Regions from separate parts of the Pan troglodytes genome. Here region 1 is linked to region 2. The links are chromatin contacts, called in public Hi-C maps. All regions are on one chromosome and are shown on one strand. The core of a region is the stretch at or near the end of the contact, and the rest is flanking DNA. Distances in the headings are between cores, read along the strand shown.

Region 1 (4,055 bases), core at 1,141-3,640, 110 kb after region 2:
ACAGTCTACTTCAGTGGAACATATGTCAAATAATCTTTGACCAGTTATGCAAGGAATTGCTTACAGAGAACTGAGTTAATTAGCACCATGCTTGCAATTTATTCCAGAGATTGTGTGTTTGTTTGTTTTAAGCAATGCTTATATATTGGTGTCCCAAGCATTTGCCCATGTGGTCCACCTCTTAACTGAACCGTATTATCACCCACATTGCTTTCTCTAAATGAGCTTGCCCTCATCCACAGCCATAAGCCCATAATTTAGTTTTCTTCATGGAAAATCAAGTAACAATCCACAATTGATCAATAATTGTGCAAATCCTTACAAAATTGAGAGAAAAATATTTTTAAGTTCAGGGTAACTATATTCCCTAGTCATCTACTTAATACTTTGAACAGAATTGGTGCTAAATGAAAGTTTGAAGAAATATGTGGAAGATTGAAGAAATGGTTCTTATAGATAATACAATACCAATTTCTTAACAGCTACAGCAATGTCCTTAAGAAAGATCTTAGCTTCTTCATTACATTTAAAATAGTCACTTTGCAGTGATTGTTCTGAAAAAAAATTAGAAAATAAAGATCTCTTATTTATCTATCCAAATCCTACTTAACCTTTTATGATCTAGCTCAAATGCTTACTCGGCTGGAAGTTACATCTTCAGTCTCTGAATTTTTATTGTACATTACACTAATCTCTTTTGTACTTATTTCCTATTCCATAATGTTATAATTTAGGTATATATTTTATGCTCCTTGAGGACAAATGTGCTGGAGATTTACATATTAATATTTTATAACTCAGGGCAAGAGGGTGTAATGATTTTTTTTCCTATGAAATATGTTCTGAGTGTCTAGACATTAACAGAAAAATGTATTTGTACATAAGTACTAGGGTTGCATTGGCATGCCGATCTAGAGATCAAGTATGAAAAGAGTTCAAGGTTCTAGGTCTGTCATTGACAATGACCTCAGATACATGTGAATAATTTAGGTCTTAATAACTTTAGGTCTCCTCAGTGGGTAACATTCCTTTTTTTTTTTTTTTTTTTTGAGACAGAGTCTCGCTCTGTCGCGCAGGCTGGAGTGCAGTGGCACCATCTCGGCTCACCACAACCTCTGCCTCCTGAGTTCAACGGATTCTCCTGCCTCAGCCTCCCGAGTAGCTGGGATTACAGACGTGCGTCACCACGCCCGGCTAATTTTTGTATTTTTAGTAGAGACGGGGTTTCACCATGTTGGCCAGGCTGGTCTCAAACTCCTGACCTCAGGTATCCACCCGCCTCGGCCTCCCAAAGTGCTGGGATTACAGACATGAGCCACCGCGCCCGGCCAACATTCTTCATGATAACATTTACCCAAGCATATTTGCTAAGAATTGTGAAATTAACCTAGCGCATTTAAGAAGGAAAATAAAAACTATCCCAAATTAATAGTAACATTGTAACATAAATCAATACGATTATCTTGAAGAAATGGGATGATTCTAGTGAAGCACTGAAATGTTTTGTTGTTTGGCCTAAACGGTTTTTGCACCGAACAAGAAACACCCTTTCTTGGATTGTCTTACCTTAAGCTTAAGTGACTTGATTACAGGTTCAGCTTTCTAACTGAAAAATACTTTAACCTGGCCCTATCCAAGGTCGTTTTCTATTAGAATCTCCTAAACAACCCTTTACATCTAATTTTTCTTGCTCAACACAACAGGAGCCTCTTAAACACTCCCTTTCCTATTTGCTTGTTAAATTCTCCAGTTTGCCACGGCAAAATGTCGGAGGAAGTTAACTTGTAAAGGAACGGCAGGAAGAGAACTGAAATCGAAGGCATAATCTAAATGCAGGTGTGTAATCAGGTCGCAGGCATAGGGCAGTGGCTTGGGAGTCCCGGATTTGTCACCTCAGTAATTTAACTACTACTGAGGGTTGAGCGAAGTCACCTCAGCTGCGCTAGAGCAGGAGAGCTGGGCACTTGGTCCCACCCGCCACCTCTCTCTCCCCAGCCTCCAAGGAGCGGGGAGAAGGCTCTGCCCTGCCCAGTGATGCCCTGGTTCCGGGAGGAGAGTCCCCGCTCAGGGTTCCCGCTGAGTGCCTCCTAAGCGCCACCTCTGAGGAGACGTCCCTTCCAGCGCCCGAGGGGCGTCTTACCCACAACAAACAGCTGCTCCAGCGCCTCGACCGCGACCGAGGAGCCCAGGGTGGAGGGTGAGGTGCATAACTCCAGGGAGGGGCCGGTGGAGACGGCAGCCGCCTGCACCAGCTTCTCGCCAGCGCCCAGCCCTGGGGTCCAGGGGCTCAGGGCCATTTTGCCGCTCTACTTGAGCGCCTCCTAAGCCAGAGCCAAGGATTGCCGGTTGCCACGGGCAACGAGGACACCGAGGTCCTGGGGCGCCCCCTCGTGGCCCGCACCTGTAGTAGGTACCCTCCTGGTTCTCTAATTTTATCCACGATAATTAAGCAGTCTGGGAAGAATGACTCTCTCTTTAGCTAACTTTTCCCCCTTTCAATTTCCATTGCGTTAGTTCAGGCCTGTGTCTTTTTTTGTGGACCACTGGAATCATAATAATGATCACTTTTGAGCGCATCTTTGTGCCGGGTACTGCAGGAGAACCTTTATATACAGTAGCTCACTTAATCTTCACAAGGACTTTGTGAGCAGGCTCTTTTAGTACCTCCACTTTTACAGACACGTAAACTGAGGCGCGGGCGACTAAGTGAACGGCTCAGGACCACAAGAGGATAATATTGGATTTAAAGTGACGTCTGGGCCGGGCGAGGTGGCTCACGCCTGTAGTCCCAGCACTTTGGGAGGCCAAGGCGGGAGGATCACCTGTGGTCATGAATTCAAAACCAGCCTAATCAACATGGTGAAACCCCATCTCTACTAAAAATACAAAAATTAGCCGGGCGTGGTGGCGCGTGCCTGTAGTCCCAGCTACTCAGGAGGCTGAGGCAGGACAATCGCTTGAACCCGGGAGGAAAAGGTTATAGTGAACCGAGATCTCGCCATTGCACTCCAGCCTGGGCGACAAGAGCTAAACTCCATCTCAAAATAATAAAATAAAATAATAAATTGAAGTCTGTATGACTCTACTATGCTACAAAACCTTCTTTTGTACTATTTTAGAACTTTCCTTGTATCTAGTACATCACTGAGCACATTTTGCCTTGAATCATAGTGATTTTTCTCTGTCTTCCCATCGAACTGTGAGCTCTGTGATGACAGGGACAGGAGGATATTATTCATTTTTCTCTGCATCTCCAAAATTCAGCTTAGCATGAGGCTTAGGTTGAGTCTGTCAGTTCCTTTTCCTCTGGTGGGTTAGAGAGAAGCAAAGGTGATTCAACCCTCCTCTTCTTTTCTCTACAGATGGCAAAATTGAAATTAGAATGATAGTAACAATGACAATAGCTATCAATTGTTAAATGCTTATTGTGTTCCAGGCACCGTTTTAAATACTTTGCAGTACCCCATTTAACCCTCACAAATAATCTTTTGAGCTAGGTATTATTGCCTGCTTTGCAAGTGAGGGCACTGAGCTACGTCCTAAGCCACTGTGCAACACTGCCTTGGAGGGGTCACAGCATACCAGTAGCAGAACTAGTTCTAGAATCCAGGCCTCCTTCATCCAGGAAGTGCCATATTTTGGTGTTGGAAACCATCCTGGACAACATCCTCCTTTTTTGCTGGATTTGGTCTATTGGTATTCAAATCTGTTCCTGCCCTTCTGGACCCTCCTCTGTGCGGCAGGAGTAAGAAGACTGGATATGAAATTTCCTGGATGTCCTTGCCACCTGTTTTCTTGGTAAGTTCCACTAATGGGAAACACTTGTGGGAGATTAGAAGGCCGAGAAATCATGCATTTCTGCCTCCAGAAGTGGTAGTTTCAGGCTACAGTTGACTGTAGGTCCCAGCAGTTTTGGTGGCTCTAGAAGTGGCAGGAGTAGGAGCCAAGTGACTCCAGCAGTCTCCAGCTGCTCAGCACTAAATGTGAACTTGTGCATACAGTACAGGTGTTATGGCAGCTCTGATGTCTGGGGTCTTCTTTATCTTCTTACCCTT
Region 2 (3,799 bases), core at 1,138-3,637:
TTAGAGTAAGGATAAAACTTCAAAGTTTTCCAAGGAAGATCATTTTGGAGGTATGACACGGGTGGAAGGAATGTTAATTTTTACATATAATCTTGGAAAATATTTAAAAGACACATTTCTTTATGTTCATACTTCTATTTGTCCTTCAGATGGTTGAATTTTATCTAATAATAACCACCTTTTCAAAATCCTAAAAGGATTTTAAATGGGTTATGAATTTAAAATTTTCCACAAAGGTTATTAGGGGGTGGGGTGAGGAGGTGCACCAATGTGTGTAAGCATAAGACTTTCCCACTTGCAGTCTAAGCACCCAAAGCATGTCAGAGGTGCAAGCTCTAGAAGCTAAAGTTTTGTGGGATGGTAGCGATTTAGAGGGGCTTTCAAGCAGCTCTGAAGGTCTCCATTCATTCCTGAAATTCTGTGTAGTTGAACAATACTAGTTGCATTCAATGTTTTGTTTGTTTCACAGTGTGGTCCTATAATATGAGCTTTTCAGTTATAGTGAATGTTATTTTTGTCATTTTTGGCACTTACAGTTCACAATGCTTGGTTATGTGGTTTAAGATTGTTTTAATTTTTGCATTTTACATTCCTTTTGGCACTTTTGAAGAAGGGACATTGTCTTTTATGTTGTTTGGGGAAAGTGGTAAGTCTCCCCCGTCTCTAGCTTTAAATGTTTGGCTTTATGAAATCCACAACTCTCCCCCAGAATCTTCCATCATTAAATAATGCGAGTGGAAATTTGCCTTCATAAGCTGGCCATTCCAACCGTCTTAGAGGCTGGTATCCCCAGCTTCGGATTTAGGCTGTTTGGTCGCTGCCGTCACCGGCTCTGGTGGTCCCTCTCGGCAGAAAAGTACCACTGGATTTTTGCGGGCCCACATGGCCACGTCCCCTGCCACTCCGCTGGCCGGGTTGGAAGAGGACATCCTGCTGCAGGCCCCCAGCCGGTTGGCATAGCGGTTTCGAAGGCGACTGCGGCTTCTGGCTTGCAGACCCGGGCCCTGGCTGGGCAGGAAAGCGTCCACATTCCTAGTCCGGTAGCCCTCCTCGCGGTTGCGCCCTAGGAGCATCGAAATGTTGGGATTGCGGATGGCGTAGATGACAGGGTTGATGGCCCCATTGGCCCAGGTCAGCCAGACGGCCACCACGTTGAGGAGCGAGGGGGCCTGCACGGTCTGGGCCTGCCGGGCGGCGGCCAGCAGCACCAGGAAGCAGTAGGGCCCCCAGCAGCAGATGACGAAGACGATCATGATGAGGACGGTGGTGGCCGTGCGCACCTCGCTGAAGAAGCGCAGCACGCGCGCGTAGGTGTTCACCGGCCGCACGCGCACGTCCGACAGGCGCACCGTCTTGCAGATGTGGTAGTGGCAGAAGCACATGAGCAGGAAGGGCAGCAGGTAGCAGGCCACCACCAGCCCCACGCTGAAGGCCGCGCCCAGCTGCGCGGGGTCCGGGGAGGTCCGGTAGAGGCAGCCGTGGAAGCTCTGCGCCGCCGCGAGTTCCCGGGGCGCCCCGAGCAGCTCCCAGGGCAAGGAGAAGCCCAGGGCCGTCAGCCAGGCGCCCGCCAGCAGCTGCAGCGCGCGGCGGCGGCCGATCTTCTCCCGCGGCGGCCGCACGATGGCGCAGTAGCGGTCCAACGAGATGAGCGCCACGCTGAGCGTGGACACGATGCCGAAGCACGAGCTGAAGAAGCGGCTGGCGGCGCAGAAGCCGCGCCAGGGCCCCGCGGCGGCGGCAGGCGCCGAACCCCCGGGCGGCGTGAAGAGGTCCAGGAAGGCGGCGGGCAGGCAGAGCAGCGCCGTGAGCAGATCCGATAGGGACAGCGACAGGATGAAGGCGTTGGTGACGGTGCGGAGCTGCCGGTGCTTCACAATCACCCCCATCACCGCGCAGTTGCCAAGGCTAGACAGCAGGAAGATGAGCAGGAGGACGAGCGCCTGGGCCGCCGCTGCAGCTCCGTGCGACAGCAGCGGCGCCGCCTCCGGGCCTAGCGGCCGCCTCACCGCCGCCCCCGCCTCCCGCGCTGCCCCGGACCCGCCAAGGCCGCCGCCACCGGGAGCGGCAGCTGTGCCGCCTCCGCTTGCGTCGCTCAGGTTCCCCAGCGCCGCGGCCGCCGCGGTCGCCACGGTGCTGAAGGAGAGCACGGCCGCCGTGGCCGCGGAGGAAGTCCCGCCAGGTGGGCCGGCCGCGGAGGGGGCGCCGGAGTGCTGGCTGCCCAGTAAGGCCATGCTCGCTGGTGGGCGGGGCGGCGGCGGCTCCTCCATGTGGCCCAGTGGCGGCCGCGGATCTCCTCATCCCGCACCGGGGGCGGCGGCCGCTAGGTCTGAGTGGTGGCTCGGAGCCGGGGGCTAGCGGCCGCCGCGGGGAGCTGGGCTCGGCCGGAGGGGTGGCGGTCGCTGGGGACCTGGCGGAGCCTTTGACGTGGGTTCCAGCGTTGCCGAGGGAACCGCGTGTTTACGCAGGACTGCGGGGCGGGACGGCAGCCCAGTACCCGCTGCAAAGCCGACCCGCGACACCGCCACTCCGGAGGTTACCGGCCCGGGTCTTCCGGTTTCCGAGAGTGCCAGGTCGACCTCCTGAGGGACCACTGTCCGGCCAGATAAAGTGCCGACTGGCATGCAAACAAATGACCAGATTCAACGAAAGTTCACTCTTGCTCTCTTTTGTAGGGTACAAATGTTCTACAGGCAGGCCTTTTGGGGAGTGGTGGGGGGGCACTTTGCTTCCTGTGGGTGCTTTTGGTATATACAGGTAGGAAAGGAATTTAGAAAGTGAAGTGAAAGAAAAATCCGGAAGTCTACATCCAGACATCTTAAACTTGAGAAGCAGACTAATTTAAACCAGTAATTCTCAAACTTGAGCTAACAGAATTCACATAGAGGGCGTGTTAAAATACAAGTGACAGGTCTGAACCCCAGCGTTTCGAATATGTCTGGGGAAGTACCCAAGAATTTGTATCTCTAACGGGTTCGCGGGTGGTGATGATGATGCTGGTCCCAGGACCACACTTAGAGAACCACTGATGTCAAGAGTTTCATAAAATGCAAATTCCCAGGCTGACAGAATTACTAAGGATGGGCCCATGACTCTAAACCCCGTAGGTGATTCTGATACAGGTGCTCTGAGGAGCTAGGATAGTTCCTTTAGATGTTACTTCATTTCCAAGGGCCTGGACCTCAGGCCCCTACTGGCTGATAAATGGGGGGAGAGGGATTGGTGCCTTGCCCTGCTAGCAGCCTTCATCTGTTCTCAGGAATGGGGTATGTTTTGAGTCTAAGGTGCTGCCAGCCTGGCAATCATCACAGATGCAGCTCCAGGTACCTGGCTGGGAGATACGGGGAAAAGAAAGGCAGGGCTACCCAGGGAAGTTGCATCTCAAGTTTCTGGGCATGGCCTCTAATGGGGAAAAGTGTGATAAACCCTCAGGTTAACTAACCCTGGGCTCTTCGCTAAAGCAGTGGTTCACAGAGTATGGACATTGGACCAGCAGCATCAACATCCCCTGGAAACCTTGAGAAATACAAATTATCACGCCTACAGTGCATAGGATACCCCTGATCTACTGAAACTCCTGTGGTGGGGCCCAGGCACCTATGTTTTAACAAGCCCTCCCAGTGATTCTGATGCACAAATTTGAGAAACACTACTCTAAAGAATGACTAGTACATTTGTAGATCTTAGAATCAATGGTATTAGTATTGGAGTGCTTATTTCATTCAGAAAAAATATCCTACAGGAAATTTACAGTATAAATAGAAGAACGTTTAAGGTGGCAAACCAAAACTGGGTTTCTCAG

Evidence for each region. A called contact is a pair of places that touch in the nucleus more often than the background predicts.
Region 1: a contact with region 2 is called in a Hi-C map of a lymphoblastoid cell line, with 8 times the contacts expected there. The contact joins the promoter of CCDC175 here to the promoter of GPR135 in region 2. A contact is called at or near these places in 1 of 7 Hi-C or Micro-C datasets (a lymphoblastoid cell line) and 1 of 1 datasets of contacts at active chromatin or transcription factors (stem cell-derived excitatory neurons).

Annotation. Positions count from the first base shown.
Region 1 is chr15:57,568,520-57,572,574 of NHGRI_mPanTro3-v2.0_pri, forward strand. CCDC175 (coiled-coil domain containing 175) reads right to left here and starts at 2,391. Exons shown (of 18, transcript XM_054666613.2): 1 at 2,141-2,391. The coding sequence starts at 2,297.
Region 2 is chr15:57,457,180-57,460,978 of NHGRI_mPanTro3-v2.0_pri, forward strand. It overlaps GPR135 (G protein-coupled receptor 135), which reads right to left and starts at 2,388. Exons shown (of 1, transcript XM_016926921.4): 1 at 551-2,388. The coding sequence starts at 2,267. The coding sequence ends at 774.